3 separate regions of the Mus musculus genome follow, and regions 1 and 2 are each linked to region 3. A link is a contact called in public Hi-C and promoter capture Hi-C data. All regions are on one chromosome and are shown on one strand. Each heading gives the region's core, a stretch centred on a gene start, on an enhancer-like site or on the middle of the called end of the contact. The rest is flanking DNA. Distances are from core to core; before and after follow the strand shown.

The links. Promoter capture Hi-C pulls out the DNA fragments that hold promoters and counts their contacts. A called contact is a pair of places that touch in the nucleus more often than the background predicts.
Region 1: a promoter capture Hi-C map of macrophages shows a contact between it and region 3, with 9 read pairs. The contact joins the enhancer-like site here to the promoter of Osbpl8 in region 3. A contact is called at or near these places in 4 of 39 promoter capture datasets (the C10 cell line, the HPC-7 cell line, macrophages and 1 more), 2 of 15 datasets of contacts at CTCF or cohesin (the NIH/3T3 cell line and pro-B cells), 72 of 484 Hi-C or Micro-C datasets (B cells, the BV-2 cell line, the Ba/F3 cell line and 50 more), 13 of 115 datasets of contacts at active chromatin or transcription factors (the 230-238 cell line, CD8 T cells, DN3 thymocytes and 8 more) and 5 of 9 other capture datasets (adipose tissue, bone marrow-derived macrophages, embryonic stem cells and 2 more).
Region 2: a Hi-C map of liver shows a contact between it and region 3, with 1.7 times the contacts expected there. The contact joins the enhancer-like site here to the promoter of Osbpl8 in region 3. A contact is called at or near these places in 3 of 39 promoter capture datasets (cranial neural crest, embryonic stem cells and macrophages), 16 of 484 Hi-C or Micro-C datasets (CD4 T cells, CD8 T cells, Th1 cells and 8 more) and 7 of 115 datasets of contacts at active chromatin or transcription factors (CD8 T cells, the HPC-7 cell line, the SCID.adh cell line and 4 more).

Annotation. Positions count from the first base shown.
Region 1 is chr10:111,126,424-111,129,467 of GRCm38.p6, forward strand. It overlaps the pseudogene Rpl6l. Among named protein-coding and RNA genes, the nearest start is that of Osbpl8, 37 kb to the right of the region's middle. Within about 2 kb of position 1,253, at least 52 of the 459 cell types and tissues checked have an H3K27ac peak or open chromatin away from gene starts, as enhancers often do. A contact at or near this core is called in the BV-2 cell line, the Ba/F3 cell line, the C2C12 cell line and 15 more, where this site is marked.
Region 2 is chr10:111,199,714-111,203,105 of GRCm38.p6, forward strand. The region is part of intron 1 of Osbpl8 (oxysterol binding protein-like 8); the gene reads left to right. Among named protein-coding and RNA genes, the nearest start is that of Gm51266, 16 kb to the left of the region's middle. Within about 2 kb of position 1,653, at least 3 of the 459 cell types and tissues checked have an H3K27ac peak or open chromatin away from gene starts, as enhancers often do. A contact at or near this core is called in liver, where this site is marked.
Region 3 is chr10:111,162,794-111,166,093 of GRCm38.p6, forward strand. It overlaps Osbpl8 (oxysterol binding protein-like 8), which reads left to right and starts at 2,009. Exons shown (of 24, transcript NM_175489.3): 1 at 2,009-2,403.

The DNA of each region.
Region 1 (3,044 bases), core at 3-2,502, 37 kb before region 3:
GTTCCTCTGCGCAGAACACACCAGAAGTTTGTCATTGCCACCTCTACAAAAGTTGATATCAGCGATGTTAAAATCCCCAAACACCTGACTGACGCTTACTTCAAGAAGAAGCAGCTGCGCAAGCCCAGGCATCAGGAGGGCGAGATCTTCGACACAGAGAAGGAGAAATACGAGATTACAGAGCAGCGAAAGGCTGACCAGAAAGCTGTGGATTTGCAGATTTTGCCAAAGATTAAAGCTGTTCCTCAGCTCCAGGGCTACCTGCGCTCTCAGTTTTCCCTGACAAACGGGATGTATCCTACCATTAAAAGTTTTCCTCAGTTATCTGCTGTGCTGGCTGGTTTTATGTCAACTTGACACAAGCTACAGTCATCTGAGGGGAGGGACCTCAATTGGGAAGATGCCTTCAGAAGATGAGGATGGTCACACACCGGTAGAGCATTTTCTTAACTAGTGATTGATGGAACAGGGCCCAGCCCACTGTGGGTGGTGCTGTCCCTGGGCTGGTGGTCCTGGGTTCTGTAAGAAAGCAGGCTGAGCAAGCCATGGAGAGTGAGCCGATAAGCAGCACCTCTCATGGCCTCTGGGTCAGCTCCTGCCTCCAGGTTCCTGCCCCGAATGACCTCCCTCACTGCTTTGCATGATGCATTGTTATACGGAACTGTGAGCAAAATAAACCCTCTCCTCCCTAAGTTGCTTTTGGTCATAGCAGCAACAGACGCCTTAATTAAGACATCTGTGTTTCCAAGACACTTCCCCCCTCAAGTGTTTTAACAACTGTGGCTTTCTCTGGCCGAGTTATTTATCAGACCACAAGGGTAAAATGCATTGATGCTAAGGCACTACATTTAGAGGTTGGGATTACAAAGGAAGAGAGACCTCAACACTTGGGGAAAAGGTTATGAGAAAGGAATCCTGTGAGGTTCCTAAGACAAGGACCTACGTCAGAGTCGGCTGGACACCATGTCAGACAGATGGGTGGTACTAATGTTACATAAATGCTCCCTTGAGCTCAGCACTGGCTTCACGACCTCTCGTTTTCTTCCCTTAGAATTGACGCGGTGCTCTCCAAAATGGCTAAAGACAGGTGGTGACCACTGGATGGGTCCAGTCTCAACTAAGCGTTGGCACATCATTTCACAACACCCTCATGAGATCAGATACTATTATTAGTTTCCCGAAGGCCAGGGCAGCAACTATCAGCCCAGTTAGGATGCTGAGTAACTTGCCCCAAGTCACGCAGCTAGTAAATGACAGAGCTAAGATTCAGGCTTATGACCAATGACTCAGAAGCCCAAGCTGTTAACCACAGCTTTACACTATGGCCGTGGTGGGGGCCGGGATCAAGCGAGGAAAGCCTGACTGCTGCTATGAACACATATATTACATATAATATATGTGTGTGTGTGTGTTGAAAGCATGTAAATGAATGTTTGTATTCAATTACTCTGTAGTCCAGGCTGGATTAGGGCTGGAAGGAAGGTCAGAAGTTCAATGCCATCTTCTCTCTGCTACATAGTCAGTTGGGAGGGGGGTCAATGTGATGAACACGGGGCCCTTTCTCTAAGAAAAAGCAACAGCAGCAACAACCATAACAATAACAACAACACACACATTTTAAACATAGAGAAAGAGGAACCCTGATTCACTGATGGTGAGAGCTCAAGTTATTCAGCCACTATAGAAATCAGTTTGGCCGGGTGGTGGTGGCGCACGCCTTTAATCCCAGCACTTGGGAGGCAGAGGCAGGTGGATTTCTGAGTTCGGGGCCAGCCTGGTCTACAGAGTGAGTTCTAGGATATCCAGGACTACACAGAGAAACCCTGTCTCAGAAAAAAAAAAAAAAAGACAGAAAGAAAGAAAGAGAGAAAGGAATCAGTTTGGAGGTTTTGTCAACACAGAACCATAATTGCCATATGGCAGAGCTGCTCTAACTCTGGTGTATGTCGCAGAGAATTGTGTATCTTGCCGTAAACATGCTTGTATGTCCATCTTTGTTGCTGCTCTACTTATAACAGAAGAAAATGGAAGCAAGCTACATGTATCTAGATGCCCATCAACTGATGAATGGATAATGAAAATCTGGTTCGTGTGTGTGTGTGTGTGTGTGTGTGTGTGTGTGTGTGTGTTGGCTGTCAGTTTGGATACAGTACAGTGGTTCTCAACCTTCCTGATGCTGTGACCCTTTGATACAGTTCCTCACGTGGTGAGCCCCAACCATATTTCATTGCTACTTCATAACTGTACTTTTGCTACTGTTATGAGTCATAAAGATCTGTGTTTTCTGATGGTCTTAGGTGACCCCTGGGAAGGACTCATGTGACTGCCAGCTTGAGAACCACGGATACATTTGGAAAGGAGACCAAGAAAGGAGGATATTAGGTGAGCAGAAAGGACAAGGCACATGAGAGGACAGGAAGCTACTGTGTTTCTAGTTTCAGCTCTGACACTGGTCTTTCCTTTTTCTGTGGTGGGTGAGTATGTAAGATGTAACTAAACTGATCAGGAACATGTAAAACCTAAGTGAAGGGCCCCTGCTTCCCAATGGCCATCCAAGCTGTATAGAAGTTCACTAAGATAAACTGGGCAAATGTTGGGTTGAGTAGCTGCCTTGATCTAGCTATGTGATCTTTTTATCTGGGATATTTTTACTCATTACATACAATAAAGTGATTTGTATTATAAAAATAAGAAACATTTCCCAAATTTGCATGCATTCTTTGTACAAGAGCAGAGTTAATCTTCTATTGTTCTAATTTTAACATGCGTGCTGTCATTGGGAGTACCCAACATAGTTTTTATTTGTTTGGTTTGTTTTTGTTAATATGTATTTTTATTTCATGTACTGCTCTCTGGCCTCCATGTATGTCTGTGTACCATGTTCTTGCCTGATACCTGTTAGCATTTTGTCTAGGCTCTGCCCCATAGTTACCTGGCAATAGCCAGGTGTGCCTGACTCACTATAAAAGGGGCTGCTTGCCCCCTCTGCTCTCTATCGCCTTCTTGCTCCCTCTCTGTCCTCTTACCCTTTTCCCCCTCTCCCC
Region 2 (3,392 bases), core at 403-2,902, 37 kb after region 3:
TAAAATGTAGTTTCTGTACTTCGATAGGCTAAGTATAGAGATTGAGGCCGTGTTTTTAGAGTACTGACATCAAAAGAAAGAGCATGGTCCTTTTTAAACTTTGAGTTCAGTTAGTGATTATGTTGAAGTTAACATGCAGCCTTTGAGAAGTGAGACTTGAGTGCTCTGATACAGAGCCCTTTTAAAGTCATTAAGTCTTGTTTGTCTACAGAATCAAGGCACTCTGAAGAGCTGCTGAGTGACAGAGGAGACGCTATCCTGTCCTCAAGCCTGTGTTTTGGAACCTAGGACCATTAAGTTTGTTTTCAATGAAAAAAAAATACCCTTGCATTTCTTCAGACCTAGGAGCTTAGGAGATGAGTGCACAGACACTTGAAGGCTCTGTGTGCAACAAAGCAGCCAACAGGTGCCAGTGAGGGGGTGGGGGAGGTGGGTATTTTGGCTCATGGCTCCCGAGTTCAGTTCACTCTGGTAGGGGGCTTGAGGCACCTGGTCAAGCTGCAGATATAGTTAGGACGCAGAGACAGATGGAAACGGGTGCTCAGCTTCCATTGCTTTGATCCTATCCGGGGTCCAGCTTCATGCATGATGGATGATGACACCCATAACCAGGGAGGCTCAGCCACCTTCTCCCCTCAGGAGTTTTGCTATTAGCAGTGTTTAACTTTGTTTTCAAAGTTGATGAATTTATTAGGCTTTCCTTTTTTCTGCTCCCTTTATTAATTACACATGCTAGCTATGATTTTTATTATGTGTGTATGTGTCCTTTTTCTGTAGAGTGAGTTTATCTTTGTAAAGAGTAATGATAGAAAATTCTTCAAACTGAATGCTAAAAAGATTTTTAAAAAGATAAATATTGATCTTTTAAAACATAAGTAACACATGGCTCTGAACTGAGCTTGCAACTCATTTCCCAAGAAGGTCAGATCTCCTTTAAGTTTCATCTGTTACGTGTGCAGACAGACAGTCGTCACTTTAGGTTTCTAGACTAACTTGCCTCAGAGGCATGTCTTCTTGTTCAACCGCTTCGTTTGCCTTTTTTTTAATTTGAAGATTTATTTTATTGTATGAATGTTTTCCTTGATGTATGCATATATACCACATACATGCCTGGAGCCGGAGGTCAGAGGAGGGTGTTGAATCCTTTAGAACTGAAGTTTCAGATGGTTGTGATCCACTATGTAGGTAGTGGAAATTGAATCTGGGTCCTTTACAAGAGCAACGACTGCTCTTACAGCGGAGCCATCTCTCCAGTCTTCAGCGGGGTCCCTGATAGCTCCATTCAGAGCTCTAAGTGCTGCCTCCTGAGTGTCCACCTGGAGACAAGCTCATATCCATTTATGTTCTTCCCAAGTGTTCCTACAATATACTGAGTACCTGCTAGTGGTGACTGTATTTTGTATTTTTAGCTGCTTAGGGCAAAAATGCTTGCCAGGTTTCCCAACCTACTCTGTAGTTTATATATGGGTCATCAATGATAATTTGACTATATGGTCAGGCACCGCCCACCATGTCTTCTGCCTTCCTGCAGCATGCCACCATTGTCTCTTATGTAGATTGTAGCAGCAAGGGCTCACTTGCCACTGTTCAGAGCTAGCAGCTAGAGCAATCCCACGCAATCAAGTTGAATCTTCTCTGGTACGTTGTTTTCAGCAGTAACCTTCAGTCCTGTTTGTCTTGTCAGACTGACCGGTTCAGGAGCTCGGGGCCCTTCTCTTCTCACTGCTTGCCATCCTCTTCCTTAGTAACCTCATCACAGGAATCCCTGCTGCCCTGTGAACACGCCCGGTGTTCCTTCCCCATTCTGTCCCGGCTGTTGTGTGGCTCGTTCCCTCCTGCTACTGGGATCCTGACTCTGAGGGATCATCTCTGAGGTCTCCCCACCCATCCTATGCTCTTTCCTGCCTGAGTTTTTTCTTTAGCACTGAGTGCTATTTAAAAATGATCAGGTTAGATGGCTTTTGAGAAAAACAATTACTACAGATAATTAAGGCAAAAAGAAATGAATATGAGGAATTAGATGCTGAGAAGTTTATTGGGAACGCTAGAGATGTGAAAGCAGATGAGTTTCTGCCCTTTGATTTTATCACCAGTGATGACTGCAGTTCTCTGGCCGTGCCAAATGGGTAGCTGACAGGGAAGCATTTGGTAATCACTCCAAAAGCTCATGGTTATCAAAGTCCATGGTTACTGTGGCCAGATGGAAAACGGATTGGTTTCTGTCTCCCTTGAACCTTCCAAATGTAATTCTGAATGCAAATCATTCGGAACTTCAGAGACAGAGATGTTTACTAAGTGTCTGCCTTTAGCTTCTGGGATGCAGAAGAGAGCAGAAGGCACTGATGGACTGTAGCGTGTTACTCGTGCCCGTGCATGTGGATAACATATGGATAACATATGGACATATGTATGCCACATTAGTTATTTTCCTGTTGCCTTGATAAAACACCATAACCAAAGCAACTTATAGGAAGATTTATTTTGGACTTAGTTCCAGAAGGATAAGAGTCCATTACTATGGTATGACAGTATGACAGTGGGGAAGTATGGCAGTAAGCACCACACATGGTAGCAGGAAGAGCTGAGAGCTCATATCTTGCATGGCATACAAGGAATAGAAAGAACACACTGGAAATGGTGCTGGCTTTTGAAACCTCAAAACATACTTCCTTCGGCAAGGCCATACCTCCAAGACCTACCCAAACAATCTCACCAAACTGGATACCAAGAATGCAGGTGCCTGAGAATATGGGGCACATCCCAGTTAAACCACCACATATGCCTACATATTTTTGGACTTAGAGTTCTACAGAAAAACATAACCAATTGTGTGAGGATGTGTGTGGATGTGTGTGTGTGTGTGTGTGTGGTGTGTGTGTGGTGTGTAAAAGTGAGTTGGTAGGATATCACATGATTGATTTTGAGAATTGGTTAATGTGATTATAGAGGCTCAGAAATAAAATCTGGTTATAGTTCAGTTAGTAGAATGCTTGCCTAGCATACAGAAGGCTTTGAGTCCCAGCACTGCATTAAACGGAGTCTAAGAGTGCATGCTTATAATCTCCACCTGTGGGAAGTGAGGACCAAAGAAGCAAAGTTCAAGATCATTCTATGCTAACAACATGCACGCACGCACACACACACACACACACACACACACACGTGTGCACTCACATGCACACACACATACACACACCCCTAAAAACAATTAAAAACCTCTAAAATTTACAACACAGACTTTCTTCTTATTTAGAGAACCTTAGTTTCTCTTCAAAGCTCCAGCTGGTTGAAGCCCATTTACCAATTTTGAGGAATTGGTTCATTGTGACGGTGAGGAGTGTATTTATGAAATATGCAAGGCACATGGGAAACCTAGAGAGTTGATAATAGAG
Region 3 (3,300 bases), core at 759-3,258:
CACAGTAAGAAATACAATTTAAATAACAACAAGGGACATACTTTTACCCTGATTATTTGTTTTTAAATACAGGGTCTCTCTAGGAGTCTATGTAGTCCTGAACTTGCTATGTAGAAAGAACAGTCTGGTCTTAAACTCTACAGAGATGGGCTGTTATGGCCAGCTACTCACAAGGTAACTTTTAAAAAAGATTTATTTTATGTGTACGGGTGTTTTGCTTGCATGTGCATGCCCTGTGCCTGAGGGGGTCAGAAGAGGTGGGATTTCCTGGACCCACCAGCCAGCACATGGGTGCTGGGAATAGAAACCAGGACCTGCAAGAACAGGTACTCTTGACTGCCTCATCTCTCCAGCCTCCCACGAACTGATTATTGCTTGGTTTAGATATTATGCATTCTTATCTTTTAGATTATATCTCATTAAAACCCAATTCATTAAAAAATGACATTGGCTTTTGTTAGTCTGAAAAAAACAGCATTGCTTCAGATAAGTGACATTTCAATCTGCTGATAAACTGGAACGTTACCGCCATCACATAACAATGTTTCCTGCCTTGCACTGCCTCAGCACTCAGAAAGGAGAGAGCCAGGCAGCTCTCTGTGAGTTTGAGACCAGCATAGCCTACAGAAGGAGTTCCAGGACATCTAGGGTTACACAGAGAAACCCTGTCTCTTTGAAAAACAAAACAAAACAAAACAATCAAGCAAGAAAAACAAACAAAACAAGAAAACAATAAACTTCCCTTATGTTTATGTAAAATACAAATATAATTTCTTAGGTTTCTTAACAGAAGAATGTGGCAGAATCTTTCCCTCATTGGAACAGTCCTTCATGACAAAATCTAATTGTTTTTCAAATGTTAACATAGCTGCATCAAGATGTGTTTTAAAGATCAGCGGCCTGGCATTATTTAACTGAGCAGTAAATTGCTCTTTCTTTGGGCAACAAAATGGCCACGTCTGCAAATTTTTTAGAGCTGCTATGAAATACATCAGTAACAGGCAGAATCCTATGGCCTACTTAAGTATCCAAACGATCAGAATGTCATCTGATTTCCTGTCAAGAAATGTAATGGAAATTGTGTAAAGTTAAAAAAAAAATTCTTGGTTCCAGAGTAGAAGGATAAAGGAATAAGGAATTGAATTTTTATCGTAGAGAATGGCCTTGTTAGAGGCAGCTCATTCCTCCTTCTGCACTGTTAGGTCGCTTTTCTCTTCTTCTGTATTGTAACTGGCTTTCTTCCAGTGATGAGTTCTGCCCCTTTCCTCTCCACAGGATGGGGAGGGATTTCTGGGGTCATGGTTAAAAAAACAAAAAACAAAAAAAGCCAAGAGTTGAGGTACAAAACAACAACAACAACAACAAAATCCGAAGAGTTAAATTAGGCTTTCTGTTCAAATTGAGAGGTACTATCAACTTGCCACGTCGCTAAAACCGTCACCAACCTCACTGTAAAACTTCATGACTGTAAAAGCTGGCACCCAGGATTCTGAACATGACTAGGAACAATAACAAGAAAGCCTGCTAGGCTATTTTCATCCCAGCGTGACTGAAGTCTACATCTCAAACCTCCTGTGAGGCCAACAGCTAATGAGACACCACAGTGAACGTGTCATTGGAACTTAGGCAGCAGGGACTCCTGGCTGCTTCTCAAGCCCCAATTTCTCCTGGCAGCCTCCTCTGTGGGCCCGGCCAGAGGTCGGGAGGCGGGTCCTGCCCAGCGAGCACTTCAGAGACCTGCGGGTAGCCGGCCCTCCACCCCAGGGCTTCCTGAGAGGGAACCTCGAGGGCGGGGAGGGGAGCGGAGGGGAGGTGACATGACAGCTCGCCATCACCACGAGCTGCCAGCAGCTGCCTCTGCGCGCCCGCCCAGCAGAAGCTACCCGGGGACCGCCTCCTTGCGGCGTCACGTGACGGGAAGGGGGCGTGGCCCAGGCCCGGGCTGGGGGCGGGGCTGCGAGAGGGGCGGGCCTTGGGATGTGAAGGCTGGTGGCGGCTCGCGGCGCCCAGAAAGGCGGTGTCAGGGCGGATGACAGCATTCTGCTGCGACGCGCTCCCAGCTGGGCGGCGGTGGTAGCGGCAGCGGCAGCGGCAGCGGCAGCCGGGGCGGCAGCGGCGTTCGACTCGGCCACCGCCGAGAGCGGTAGCGGTAGAGAAGGAAGAGGTTCCGCCCTGGCCCGCGGGCGGAGGAGCCCGAGTTCGCTCGCCGCTCCGGGCCGAGCCCCCGCCGCGGCTCGCCTGTGCTCTCCGTCCGGGCTGGCTCTCAGTTCCCGCGGGCGACCGCAGCCGAGAGAAGTTGAGGAGGGGGGGTCCCACCGGACACTAAGGCCCCGGACTCCGGCGTCCCTGTGATCCCACGGAAGCCTGCTCCCTGCGGGCCGCCTCCTCTGGGGCTCCGCATCGGTGAGTGGCGCTCAGCCCGGTGTTGGGGAGCAGCGGAGTCGTGCCTTTTGGGGTGACTGTAGTCCCTCAGTCCTACGTTCTGAGCTCGGGCTGTGGGCACTCGTGGGTACCCCGCGCCGCGAGTTCCCCTCCTGCCTCTCCTTTGTCCCTTCTGAGAGGGAGATTGGCAGGGCTGGCGGGGGTGGCGTGTTTTTTGGGGCCCGCGGTAGGTGCGTCTGCAGCGGTACAAAGCCCAGTGGGGACCTGGGATGGGGGCGGGGGCGGCTCGGCGGCGTTCCGGGTCCCGAGTGTGTCTGCCCCTCCCGAAGTTTGACAGGGCGACGCCGGGGCTCGCCGGAAGCCCCCCGCGCAGGGGGTGAAAACCTGGCGCTTTGTCGCCCCGGGCGGTTAAGGCAAGGCTTGGGGTTTTCCTGTGACAGCCCCTGAAGAGGTTGTGCCGCTCGCAGGCGGACCGCACCCGCCTTTGCAGAGACTGTCGCGGTGTTCCTTAAACCTCAGCTCCGTTGGCCTTCTTGCCACACTGGAGAAAAGGCGGTGTCTTCGTTGCACTTTTTTTTTTTTTTTTTTTACGTTTTGTTTGCGGCTAAGCTGTGGAGAGTGTAATCAGGTTCCAGGGAGTTTCATATGGAGCATGCTTTTGCTTCATTGAGCAACCCACTCAAGACCGGCTGATGCGAAGCAACAGTAGATGCAGATTTTCCATTCACTAAAGTCATTTAACACTTCTTTGTGAGCGACATCTGCGTCGTGAAACATAACCTAATTTCATTTTAACTAAATGCCGTCTGAAATAAGTTAACTTGGGTTCGTCTCTAAACAGATGGGAACACTTATCTGACGATAGCATATCTGCTTTCAATAACTTAATGAAGTTTGTGCCTTTTTGCTGCTGGAAGA